Regions from separate parts of the Macaca mulatta genome. Here region 1 is linked to region 2. The links are chromatin contacts, called in public Hi-C maps. All regions are on one chromosome and are shown on one strand. The core of a region is the stretch at or near the end of the contact, and the rest is flanking DNA. Distances in the headings are between cores, read along the strand shown. Region 1 holds the start of CDKL3 (cyclin dependent kinase like 3). Region 2 holds the start of SKP1 (S-phase kinase associated protein 1).

Evidence for each region. A called contact is a pair of places that touch in the nucleus more often than the background predicts.
Region 1: a contact with region 2 is called in a Hi-C map of fetal cortical plate, with 2.0 times the contacts expected there. The contact joins the promoter of CDKL3 here to the promoter of SKP1 in region 2. A contact is called at or near these places in 2 of 14 Hi-C or Micro-C datasets (fetal cortex germinal zone and fetal cortical plate).

The regions. Positions count from the first base shown.
Region 1 is chr6:143,289,174-143,295,022 of T2T-MMU8v2.0, reverse strand. CDKL3 (cyclin dependent kinase like 3) reads left to right here and starts at 3,170. Exons shown (of 11, transcript XM_078005208.1): 1 at 3,170-3,274. It overlaps UBE2B (ubiquitin conjugating enzyme E2 B), which reads right to left and starts at 3,496. Exons shown (of 6, transcript NM_001194433.3): 1 at 3,031-3,496; 2 at 819-899. The coding sequence starts at 3,074.
Region 2 is chr6:143,075,243-143,080,830 of T2T-MMU8v2.0, reverse strand. SKP1 (S-phase kinase associated protein 1) reads left to right here and starts at 1,909. Exons shown (of 6, transcript NM_001193590.1): 1 at 1,909-2,008; 2 at 5,142-5,238. The coding sequence starts at 5,142.

The DNA of each region.
Region 1 (5,849 bases), core at 1,921-4,420, 210 kb before region 2:
ATTTTAAATTAAAAAGCATATATGCAATATATATAGTAGGTAAAATTTACAGCTGCTTCTCAAATGGCTGCATTCTGTTATTTTACACTGGGCTGTGAATCATTTTCACTTAAATTCTTGCAGCAGTGGAAGTTCTTAATATTTTTGGTTCCAAACCTTTTAACAGCTCCAACAGAATGAGAGCATTTGCATGATATGTTTTATACAAAGTAATGTATTGTTTCTCCTTATTATTCCATTCCATTTAGTTTTGAGTAGTATCTTAAAAGTAAAACCCCAAGTGATTATAAAACCATATGTAATAACATCAAAGAGCAAATAAACTTTGTATAACTGCTGAAACTTTTTCCCTTTTTTTTTTTTTTCTTTGGATAGCTGGCTGCCCAGGCTGGAGTGCAGTGGCACACTGCAGCCTCAAACTTCTGGGCTCAAGTGATCCTCCTGCCTCGGCCTTCCAAGTAGCTGGGCACCACCATGCCCAGTTAGTTTTATACTTTTTGTAGAGACAAGGTCTCTCACTATGTTGCCCAGACTGGGCCAAAACTCTTTTTTTGGTGGAGAGGGGACAGAGTCTCACTGTCTCACTATATCGCCCAGGCTGGTGATGAACTCCTGGGCTCCAGCGATCCTCCCAGGCGTTGAGCTACTGTGCTGGGCCAAAACTCTAATTGAAAAAAATTTTTTTCTAATTTATCTTGCAGTTTTAGTCCTTAAGATCTCTCATTCTACCTCAGTTTCTTTTCCTAGACAGTTGTTATATGTTCACTTTTCTTAAAGATTCAGCACACACCTATTATTTGTTAAACCTTTCAACTCACCCAAATATAACTGCATTCCACTGCATGATGTTGTTTTCAGATGGTGCGCCACTGACACCCACAGGTGGGTCCTCTTGTAACCTAGAAATCCAGCGTTGTAATTTAAAAAGTTGAACATTAAGGCCACTAAGGAGGCCACATAAACACCTACAGACACTACACCATCTATTTTGAGACACAGACTAACTCCATTTCCTTGTTATTGTGAACTAAAATGAACCATATGACTTAGATATATTAACCAGGTATATATACTTATTAAATACCTCTCCAAATTACCTAAAAATCCGAAGGGCTTGAGAATCATCCCTCTTTCAATATTATCAAGAGTATCTCTTCAAGAATTGATGTATATAGACTGTCCTCTTATACCAAAAAAAGTTTAAAACCTCAAAAGCAAGTAATATTTTTACAGAACCATTGATTTTGCTGCTCTAAACATGCAAAGACTGTGTATCCTAACCACGGCTACTTCTGCAAAATGGCTACAAGAAAAAAAAAAAAAAGCAAACCTCAGTGTAAACACGAAATGACTGAAAACACATTAAATTTAACTAGGAAACTAGTATTAGGCAGCAGATTTACTCTATCCCTTTTGCTTCAAACAGCAATGGCTTTAAAAAGTAATCAGTAGGTTTTCCGCCAGTCCCTATTTTAAAGGCTCTGCACTAACATCAAATCTACCTCTCAAATCAGGAGACTCAATACAAGGCTTTCCCACATTCGTCATAGTCAAATTCTTGTAACCTATAGATCTCTGGAAAACTACAAAAGGTGCCATGTATTCAACTCAGAATTAAGCAGAGCATTACAGTAAGGAGCCAGGGCGACAATGACATGAACTAGTTTACTATCTGAATTTTAGTCATGAGTGCTAATCAGATACACTGATTTCAAGCTTTAGAAAAATGACTTTTGCACCAAAAAGGGCATCTCCTTTCAGAGACTGTAACCTCAATTTAAAAATGCTACATTATACACACTCACAAATACATATGGAGTTGTTTTCATGGGGCATCATAATTTGCAACTAGTCCACATAAAAAAAAAGGTTTTTAGTCAATCTCAAGCAAATTAGGCCACCACAAACAGAAGCCTTAGAAGAACTGCACTGCTTGACGCCTACCTTTAAATGGCTAAGAGAAGCTACGAATGAATTAAATAAGTTGGCCAAATCCAAATGCCTCACATAGGCTTTATAATAGCTGAGAGGTGACTTCCTGAGCGACAAATCTATGTTTTTATGCTATTTTGTTCAATTAGGGTAGGTGTCCCCAGAAAAAATTTTAAGAAAAATGTGCAGAATATCAAAATGTTTTCTCACTTATTTTGTTTTTTCTACGTTATTTTGTTTTTTCTACGTCTCTAAGTATCCAATAAAAGGTAAACTAACGGAATAATCATTTTCTTCCTCACAACCCCAATACCTCCTAACAAAACCCTATTTTATTTACCAAAGAAGGCCCAGGGAGTATCAAATTAGCGCCAGTCTAAGGGAAGGCATTTTTCCAGACTCGGGAGGCTATAGATAGGGCTTTCTTCACCAGCCAGATCTGAGTTCCAGAAGGCACTGGCAGCCGGGGTGGCCAGCTCTAAGGTCCCAGATCTCTAAGTCAGTTCCCAAGGTCTTTTCAGGCGGGCGGGGACAGAGTCGGGTTTCGGGGGATGGGTTAACCTCCGAGCCTCACGCACTGGACCCCACCCTCACGGCAGAAATGGAAAGGACTGGCGGGGGTGGGGGGCTGGGGAGGTTCACCCCAACCCGGCTCCTCGGAGAAGACTGAGGGGCCTTGAAACAAAGCTGACTGGTGCTGCCGGAGAAGAACAAGCTCCCGCGGGAGCTCACTTTGAGGGGACAAGAAAGGGTCTCCGCAGGGTGCAGGGGCGGGAGGATGATGTCTGATCCCCGTCTGATCCCCTGGACGAGACCCCGGGCAGCTGGCCGAAATGGGCAGCGGGGAACCCTAGACCAGTCGATCGACATCGTTTTACTTTTTGGGGGGAGGGGAAGCAGTATCGAAATTTCTTCGGGCGCCAGAGCGAGCGGCAAGGATAAGGAGAGTAGGGGCCGAGGTAGGACCCGGCTTCCGCCAGTCCCCCTGGGCCCACAGCCGACCCTCTGAGGGTCACAAGGGGAAGGTGTCCGGGATCCACGCCCTGCAGCCCCGCAGCTTTGAGAGGCCGTCATCTATGCGAAGCTGAAGGCCCTTACCGCTTGAAATCCCGCATAAGCCTCCTTCGGGCCGGGGTCGACATGCTCCGCAGCTGCCCCGCGGTCAGTCTGAAAGAAAAGAGTCCCGCGCAGCCCCCCCACCCCCCGGCGCGGCGGCCGAATCACTGTGGATCGCCGCTGCCGCCGCCGCCGCCGCCGCCGCCGCCAAGACTGACAAACAACCCTGCAATGACGTCTCCCTCCGCCGCCTCCGGATCCCTCCGCCCTCCGCCGCTACCACAGAGTGAGTGCTGGGGGAGGAGGGGGCGGGACGGGGGAGCGCGCGTTCCCTGAGCCCTTCAGCGGGGCGTGGTTCTTCCTGGGCTTCCTGAAGTGATCGACAAATTTGTGTTCTCTGTGTTCAGACTAGAGGTTGTGGATTCAGAGACCACGAAACCGACACACTATCCTGTCTGCCTCCCCGTCTCTAGTTTAGGCTCGGCGGGGTGGAGAAAGAAGGACGTATCCGGGCCAGGGATTTCAGGGAAAGGAGGTGGGATGATGTAAGATCACGTGACTGCCCGCGGCCTTGTCAACAATCCACCCCTGAGGGGGAGGGGGAGAAGTATCTAGAACCACGTGTCCCTGTGACGCGTTTAGAACGGGTCACGTGAGAGCCTCGCCTGGATGTGAGTTTCGGCCAGGTCTGTGAAGCGGGTCTAAGAGGGTGAGGGCTGGATACACCTTTATTAGTTGTTTTCGGTTTATCACAGGTATAGAGACATTACCCAAGAGGTCGTGGGAGGATCAACAGCTTGTTTTGTTTTCTTTAAACCGGGACCAAAAATAACTCCCCTCTGGTTGGTTCAGTGGCTTATGAACTCTGGTACTTGGGGCAAGAAGAGAGAGGATCGCAAGATCTTCTAAGGCAGCATTGAATACTGAGGGCCACACAACAATCTCCTGAAATGGTTCCTTGAAGCTACCAAATAGTCTTTCTGCTTTGCAGTGGGGTTTCTAGTATTGGAAATTCTGGGCAAACATTAAAGGATGGTGTATTATGCAGTTTTTCCTTTCTGGGTCTGCTTTCAATTGAAGATATGTGTCAGAGTCCGGGGACTTGCCTATGGGGGGGAGTACCATTGTATTTTTAAGAATGTGGGGGTGCAGTCTTCCAAGCATATCAATGAGTGGTTGGTTGTCAAAGAAACCTACAAATATGATTCATATGTGGGGGAGAGCTCCAGCAGACCTGAGTGAGGGTTATCTATCCAGCCTGAGACAACTTCAGGTTTTTTACACTAGCAAGAAAGGTGCAAATGGGCGAGAAGTGCCCCCCCACCACCAGGGGGTTCAGAGGTGTTGACCTCCCACAGACCTTGAATATTTTTTGTAGTTACTGTCTTTCCCTGTATTGCTGCTAATTCCTACTTTCAGGACTTTGTTATACTAAGGACTCTGAGTACTTTTGTATCCATTTGGGGAATTGTTCGGTTCAACAGGTAAAGGGAGGGTGGAATGAGGACCTTAGCATTGCCTCAACCTTGCCCCTAGTTCTATGGAAGCAGAGTTAACTTTTCCGACTTTCCTTGTACCTCTTTCTTCAAACCCTGAATTCTCTCAGCTTCCAGTGACTGCCTTAGTGATCAAGTTAGCCAGGCCTAACTCTTGATAGGTCCTGTTAGACATTCACAATGTGTTTTCTAAGTTAAAAGCTGAATATTCTTAATGTTTTTGCTTTTCTGCCATTGCAGTCCTAACCCTTCCAATAGCAAAGGAGGAAGACACACAGGCAGGGTTACATGGAGAAAAATGGTAAATAGAAACTATATCTTAAAAATATCCCTCATGAGCTGGGGCATTAGCTCATGCCTGTAATCCTAACACTTTGGGAGGCCAGGAGTTGAAGACCAGCCTGGGCAACATAGGAGATCCTGTCTCTGTGCACACGAGTAGCCCCAGCAACTCAGGAGGCTGAGGCAGAAGAATCGTTTGAGCTGCAGTAAGCCATCATCATGCCACTGAGACCCTGTCTCAAACCCTGCAACAACCAAAAAACCCTTATAATTTATCAGTCTAGGCAGTCACTGAAAGCAGAGACAGAATTCAGGGTTTGAAAAAAGGGAGGTACAAGGAAAGTGGGAAAAGTTAACCCTTTCTGGTTCCATGGAACTATGGGCAAGATTAGGGCAATGCTGAGGTCCTTCTCCTACCTCCCTTTCCTTGTTGAGCTGAAGAATGGATACAAAAGTGCTGAGTCCTCCTGACGCACCAACAAAGTCCTAAAGATGGGAACTGGAGGCAATGGAATTTAGGAATTCCGTGACTACAGGGATTTATAATTGTTTCGGAAACAGTTTAAATTTTCCAAAATGAATTAACACTTTTAACTAATTCAGTGCATGTGCATCATAAAGTCTTACAGCTGTGTATTAGCAAGAATCACTGGCTGTTCTGGTTAACCAGGCCTGCCATAACCTACTTGTAGAAGGAATAATTTTAAAGCTATTAATTGTATGCTGTTATCAATTCTGTAGCTCTGGATTATGAGTTCATTGAGGGCAGGGACTGAGTTTGGTTCATCTTTGTCCTGGGCAATGTTTTTTTATTTTTTGAGACAGAGTCTTGCTCTGTCACCCAGGCTGGAGTGCAGTGGTGTGAAGAGGGCTCACTGCAGCCTTGACCTTCCAGGCTCAAGCAATTCTCCTTCAGTTGCCCAAGGAGCACAGGTGTGCACCACCACACCCGGCTAATTTTTTGTAGAGACGGGGTTTTGCCCTGTTGCTCAGGCTGGTCTGGAACTCCTGGGCTCAAGTGATTTGCCCACCTTGGCTTCCCTCGGATTACAGGTGTGAGCCACTGTGCGCAGCCTCCTTGCA
Region 2 (5,588 bases), core at 660-3,159:
AATCTATACATAAAGCACCATATACAAGCAAATGAAATATGTTTTATTTATTTATTTTTTGAGACTGCGTCTCACTCTGTCACCCAGGCTGGAGTGCAGTGACATCATCTCAGCTCATCGCAACCTCTGCCTCCTAGGCTCAGGTGATCCTCCCACCTTAACCTCCAGAGTAGCTGGGACTACAGGCTCACGCCACCATACCCAGCTAATTTTTGTTTTTTTGTAGAGATGGGGTTTCACTATGTTGCCCAGGCTGGTCTCGAACTACTGAGTTCAAGTGATCTGCCCACCTCGGCCTCCCAAAGTGCTGAGATTACAGGTGTGAGCCTCCATGCCCGGCCCCGAAATCTCTTTTAAAAGTAGGCATTTCTTGGTGATTCTAATAAAGGGGGTTCTCAGACATATTTGGAAAAGCATATACCTACTTTTACGCCAGACCCTGTGCTGGGGCCCCAGGCTAGCTGTATGACCTGACACTGCACAGTCCTGCTTAGGATGCTCAAGGAGAGTTTATAAGGTATCACCCTGCATACCATAGGCAGGGGAGCAAAGGGGCTCCAGTGGGCCCTGCCTAGGAGGCCTGAAGCTGGAGCTGCTGAGGGCAGGGCTGTGCTGCTGAGAAAATATCTGAGAGCTGCAGGCGTTTCATCTTCTGTCATCAGCTGTGGCACCTGGCAGACACTGGATACCACAGCTTGTAGACAAAGACCTGGTAACTCAAGAAGCTGCTTGGCATTCCTGCCCAGTCCCATCCCAGAGGCACTGTACGTCTCCGGTTTCTTCAGGGGGCCCTGTGTGGAAGTATCTTTTGTCTTCCTGTGTCAGGGATACCATCACGTGCCTATTGGCTAGACGAGCCCGGCGCCCAGTCTCCTAGGACAGGGAGAATAACGTTCCCGAGCAGAGCGGGGTGGGGCTTTCAGACTACTCCCGTTCCTTTACTGCAGGCTTCATTCCATCGACCTCATCACAGCCTTCCTGGGAGCACCCCAGACAAGAGTTCTGTCCAGGCCGGGCCCTGGCTGCCTGGTTCACTGCCGAATCCCCAGCACCACGCCTCGCATGTCGGGCTCAGAGCATGTTTAGTGAAGGAATGGGTACCTATTGCTAGATGGAAGCCATCTCTCTAGATTTGGGGTTTCCCTACGACGATGGCTATTTTTGGCACGGAAGCCTCTTTAGAAGTCAATAGTAGGAAATAAGGGCTAACGGCACCTAACTGTGGAGTAATGTTCAAATCCTGGCTCTGCCACTTAACCGTTCCGAACCTGTTCCCTCACTGCAGAGGCGAAAAGGCTAACACTATTTCACCTCGGAGGGTTACTGTGGAGAATGGAGGCTGGACAAGCTGTATCAGTTCAGTAGTAAAACACACACACACAAGCGCCCCCCCATCCCCACCCCAGGAATGAACACACACACACCCGCGCGCGCACACACATACACCTCAGGAATGAACACACGCGCGTACACACACACGCAGCCCCTCCCAGGAATGAACACACACACACACGCGCGCGCGCCCCGTTCTGTTGTTCCCAGGAACACACACATAGGCGCACACACGCCCCGTTTTGTTTTTTCCAGGCCGTTTAGCTGGGGTATTTTACTCGGCTTAGGGCGCCCCTGCCTGAAAGACCTTTCTAGGCCAGTCAGGGTTCGGCACCCAGTTGATGAGAGAGCGCGGCGCTTTCAGAGCTAGGGAAAGGCGAAAGCTCTCCCGTTCCCCAACCCCCCGGCCAGCCGCCCCGGCAGCTCCTCGTCGCCTCCCGGCCTGGGCCCGCCCCGCCGTCTTCGGCCTGCCGTCAGGCGATCTCGGCGGCCAGCCCAGCCGCTGTGTGACGCCGCGCGCCCCGGGGTCCTCGGCGCCTGCGCCCTCTCCTATAAAGCAGACGCCGCGCCGCGCCGAGAGGCTGTAGTGGCTTCGTCCTCCGCTTTTCTGTTCCTCCGCTGACGTCTCCTAGCTCTCGTCAGCCTCCCGCCGGCAGTCTCCTTAACACCGAACACCGTGAGTAGCCGCCCACTGAGCTGGAAAGGGTCGTGGCTCCCGGATTGCATGCAGGCTGGCCTCACTGCTGCGGTTTGGGCCTGCCCGCGGCGGGCGGTGACTGGGCCTGGCCTTCTTTCGGGCCCGGTGGATCGTGTTGTCGACCCCGTTCTTCGGGAGACACCATCAGGTCTCGTCCACCCTCTCCGCCCCCGATTCAGCGAGGCCTGCTCTGGCCGCGCGTCCTCACAGCGCTCCATAAGTGTGAGCCGAACCCCGGGCTGGGCTTTCTCTGCACCGGCCGAGCGTCAGCCGGCGCAGGCTCGGCTGCAAGGCCCAGGCTATGGCCGGGGGCCTCTCTTGGCCTTAAGCCTGCTGTCCCGGGGACTAGGGCGGGGGTGGCGGCGGGGTTGTGAATGGGGGTCCCTTGGCTGTCGTGAGCATGGGCGTGTGTCGGTGTCTGGCTTTTGTTGTGGTCGGGAGGGAGAGCTGCGGTGGTGGTCTGAGGCCGCCCGGTTCTTGGCTGCCATCCTTTCTCCCCCGTGTCTGGCGTCACTAGCTACCCGTCGGTCCTGGCTAACTGTGTGCGGGCGCCGAGTTTCTGCACATAGCCGCCTGTTCCTTGTAAATATTTCTTCGCGTTGTTTTGCTATGACTTGGAGTCGTTGAAATAACTATTGTGATAGCAGATACCATCTTCAGAGTGGTGTGACTTGTAAGAGCTGTGTATAACTTAACTCGAAGTGTCTGGCTTTTAAAGAAATAGGATGTCCAGCTGCTTTGGTTCACTTTTAGTGGGAACTTCACGTTTGGGTTTTAGGAACATGCATTTTTCCATTAGAGCGTCACAATAGAATGTATCTGTGTCATAGAACAATAGTCTCCTCCACTGTGCAGTCTAAAAAGCAGTGGCAGAATTTCGGGTCACTTAAAACGCAGGGGTTTTTTTCCCTTTATGATGTGATAGAACCCACTTTATGCTGGCCATGGAGAATTATTTACAAGTGCAGGAGCCTTTAGGCCTCTTTCTTTAGAATGGAATTGTTTTGAAAACATTTCAAATCAAAATTTCATCCATTATTACTTAAAAATTTTGCACTTTATTCTACTGTAACACTAAAACTTATCTTTTAGTTTAGTATTACCAAGTGCATCGAATTACAGATTTAACCGATTACCTACCTGCTATTTAGTAAGATCTCAACTCCCTTAAGAGTAACCCAATCCACGAATTTGACTATGACTAAGCACTTGAGTTATTTGAAAGAAATATGAAACGGTCGTCTTGCTTTTAGAGTAATTTTATCAACTGCATTGTTAGACTTGTGATTCTGCACTGTTCATTTCAGTACTATCTGATATAAAAATTACATGTTTAAATGTTTTATAATTAAAAATTGGACTCACGTTAAAATATTTTCTTTTGGAGATACCTTTTATTGTTGTCTTGTCACAGGAAGGGTCCTCTACTCTGGGTCCTTCTTCATTGAGCAGGGACAACGGCATTATTGGCAAGCGCTAAGCAACATGGAGAAGCAGACATGTTTGTGAATTGCAAAGTGAAATCTGATTCTCTCCAACCATGGATGAGTGAGAGTAGGATATTTCAGTGGCTGGTTTTAAAACACGCTTTACTTTTTTGCTTCCTTTGCCTAAGAACCTGTTTGCTTTGGGGTTGCGGACAATTGTCTCAGAGAAGCTGAATGAATATTTTAACCGATGTAATGGGTCATAAGTCTTTGAACATAAAATGGGTGTGATGCATGTTTTAAATGCCAAATGATACACTTTTGTGAAAATATATGCGATTTTTAATACAACACACCTAGAAAACTTCAGAGGTACCATAAGTTAATAGTGACATCATTGGATTATGAATACTTGAGAAGCATGGGCCTTTTAAAAGTTGTATGTGAATTTTAAGAGGCCTTGAATTAATCTGTACCAGGTATTGCTACTCTTTTTGTTGTTGTTTTTCTTTTATGTATGTTTTCTTTTTTAAAAAAAGAATTTGAAGATGGTAAGAAATTGTTGGACTTTTAATTTTAAATTCCTTTTTTTTTTTTTTTGCCAGAACTCAAGTCCTTTGGAATTAATTGCTTAACTTTTTTTTTTGACACGGAGTCTTGCTCTGCCACCCAGGCTGGAGTACAGCGGCGCGGTCTCGGCTCACTGTAAGCTCTGCTTCCTGGGTTCATGCCATTCTCCTGCCTCAGCCTCCCAAGTAGCTGGGACTACAGGCGCCCGCCACCACGCCCGGCTAATTTTTTGTATTTTTGGTAGAGACGGGGTTTCACCATGTTAGCCAGGATGGTCTCGATCTCCTGACCTCGTGATCCACCTGCCTCGGCCTCCCAAAGTGCTGGGATTATAGGCGTGAGCCACCACGCCTGGCCTAATTGCCTAACTTTTTATGTAAGATTATCTTTTTCCTAGTGACTCATAATTACTCTGAGTTAATAAATGCATTTTCAGAGCAAGTAATAGGTTATTATTATGGAGCTCTTGACAAGAGATCTCAAAGTTGGTCAGTTGGACAGTCAGTACTGAAAGATAAAAAGCGCTCTGAAATGAAGCTTCTTACTAGATTTAGGGAATTGTACTCACATCTGCTTATCTTTAAATCATTTTATTCTTGTGTATATGGTCTTGCATTGCCTCAGACATAAATCAGCATATTCTCATTTACTCTCTGGATCTGAACTTATCTTCACAGGTAGGTCTCACTGTGGGGAAAATTTCTGTCTTATTTGGTAGCCTTGTTTATTTTGGACTGACCTTCCTTAGGTTTGCATGTAGTTAATTGTGGCAGTTAACTGCTCAAATGGAGTAGTCCAGTATTCATTGGGAGACGAAAGGCAGGAAGAAAGCAAATACAAATATGTATGTTTTATTAAATTTATACCAATAGTGAGTTCAATAGGGCAGGCCTTAAAAGCTTCTGTTCCTAGTAGTTATACTTTGAAAAAAGTTAATAGAAATACTTGCAGGCTAACCTGTGAATAACTACTTTCAACAGTGTTTTACAGGATTATGTATTGTAGGTCCTTAGAACTTTGTGGTCAATAAGTTATAGCCTTCTGACGGACTGTAGTTGATGAAATATCATGTAGAACTCTCTCTCAAATTTTACATCTAATGTGCTTGTTTTTAGATGCCTTCAATTAAGTTGCAGAGTTCTGATGGAGAGATATTTGAAGTTGATGTGGAAATTGCCAAACAATCTGTGACTATTAAGACCATGTTGGAAGGTAAGTTCATTGGAAAACCTGGGTGGGGAGAAATGTGTAATTTGAGATAATTTGTGAATATCAAGTTTATATGAGCAGCAGGCTGTCATAAGGTACTTGAGAGTATAAAGAGGTAAAGTTTACATTTTTTTCTTTATAACTTACATTTTTCTGATACAAGTCATCCTTTCTGCATTGTCTGAATTAGTGAGGGTTCTGTAATTAAATGGATAAAATCATAAGGTAATAAACATTGAAGTGATTGCCAAGCCTTAGGCAATGGTTAATTTCTGTTCAAGTAAATTTGAATTCATAAGTTCCAGTGACAGAAATTAAAGTCTTTGGAAAAGAGATACCGTCCTATAATGGTA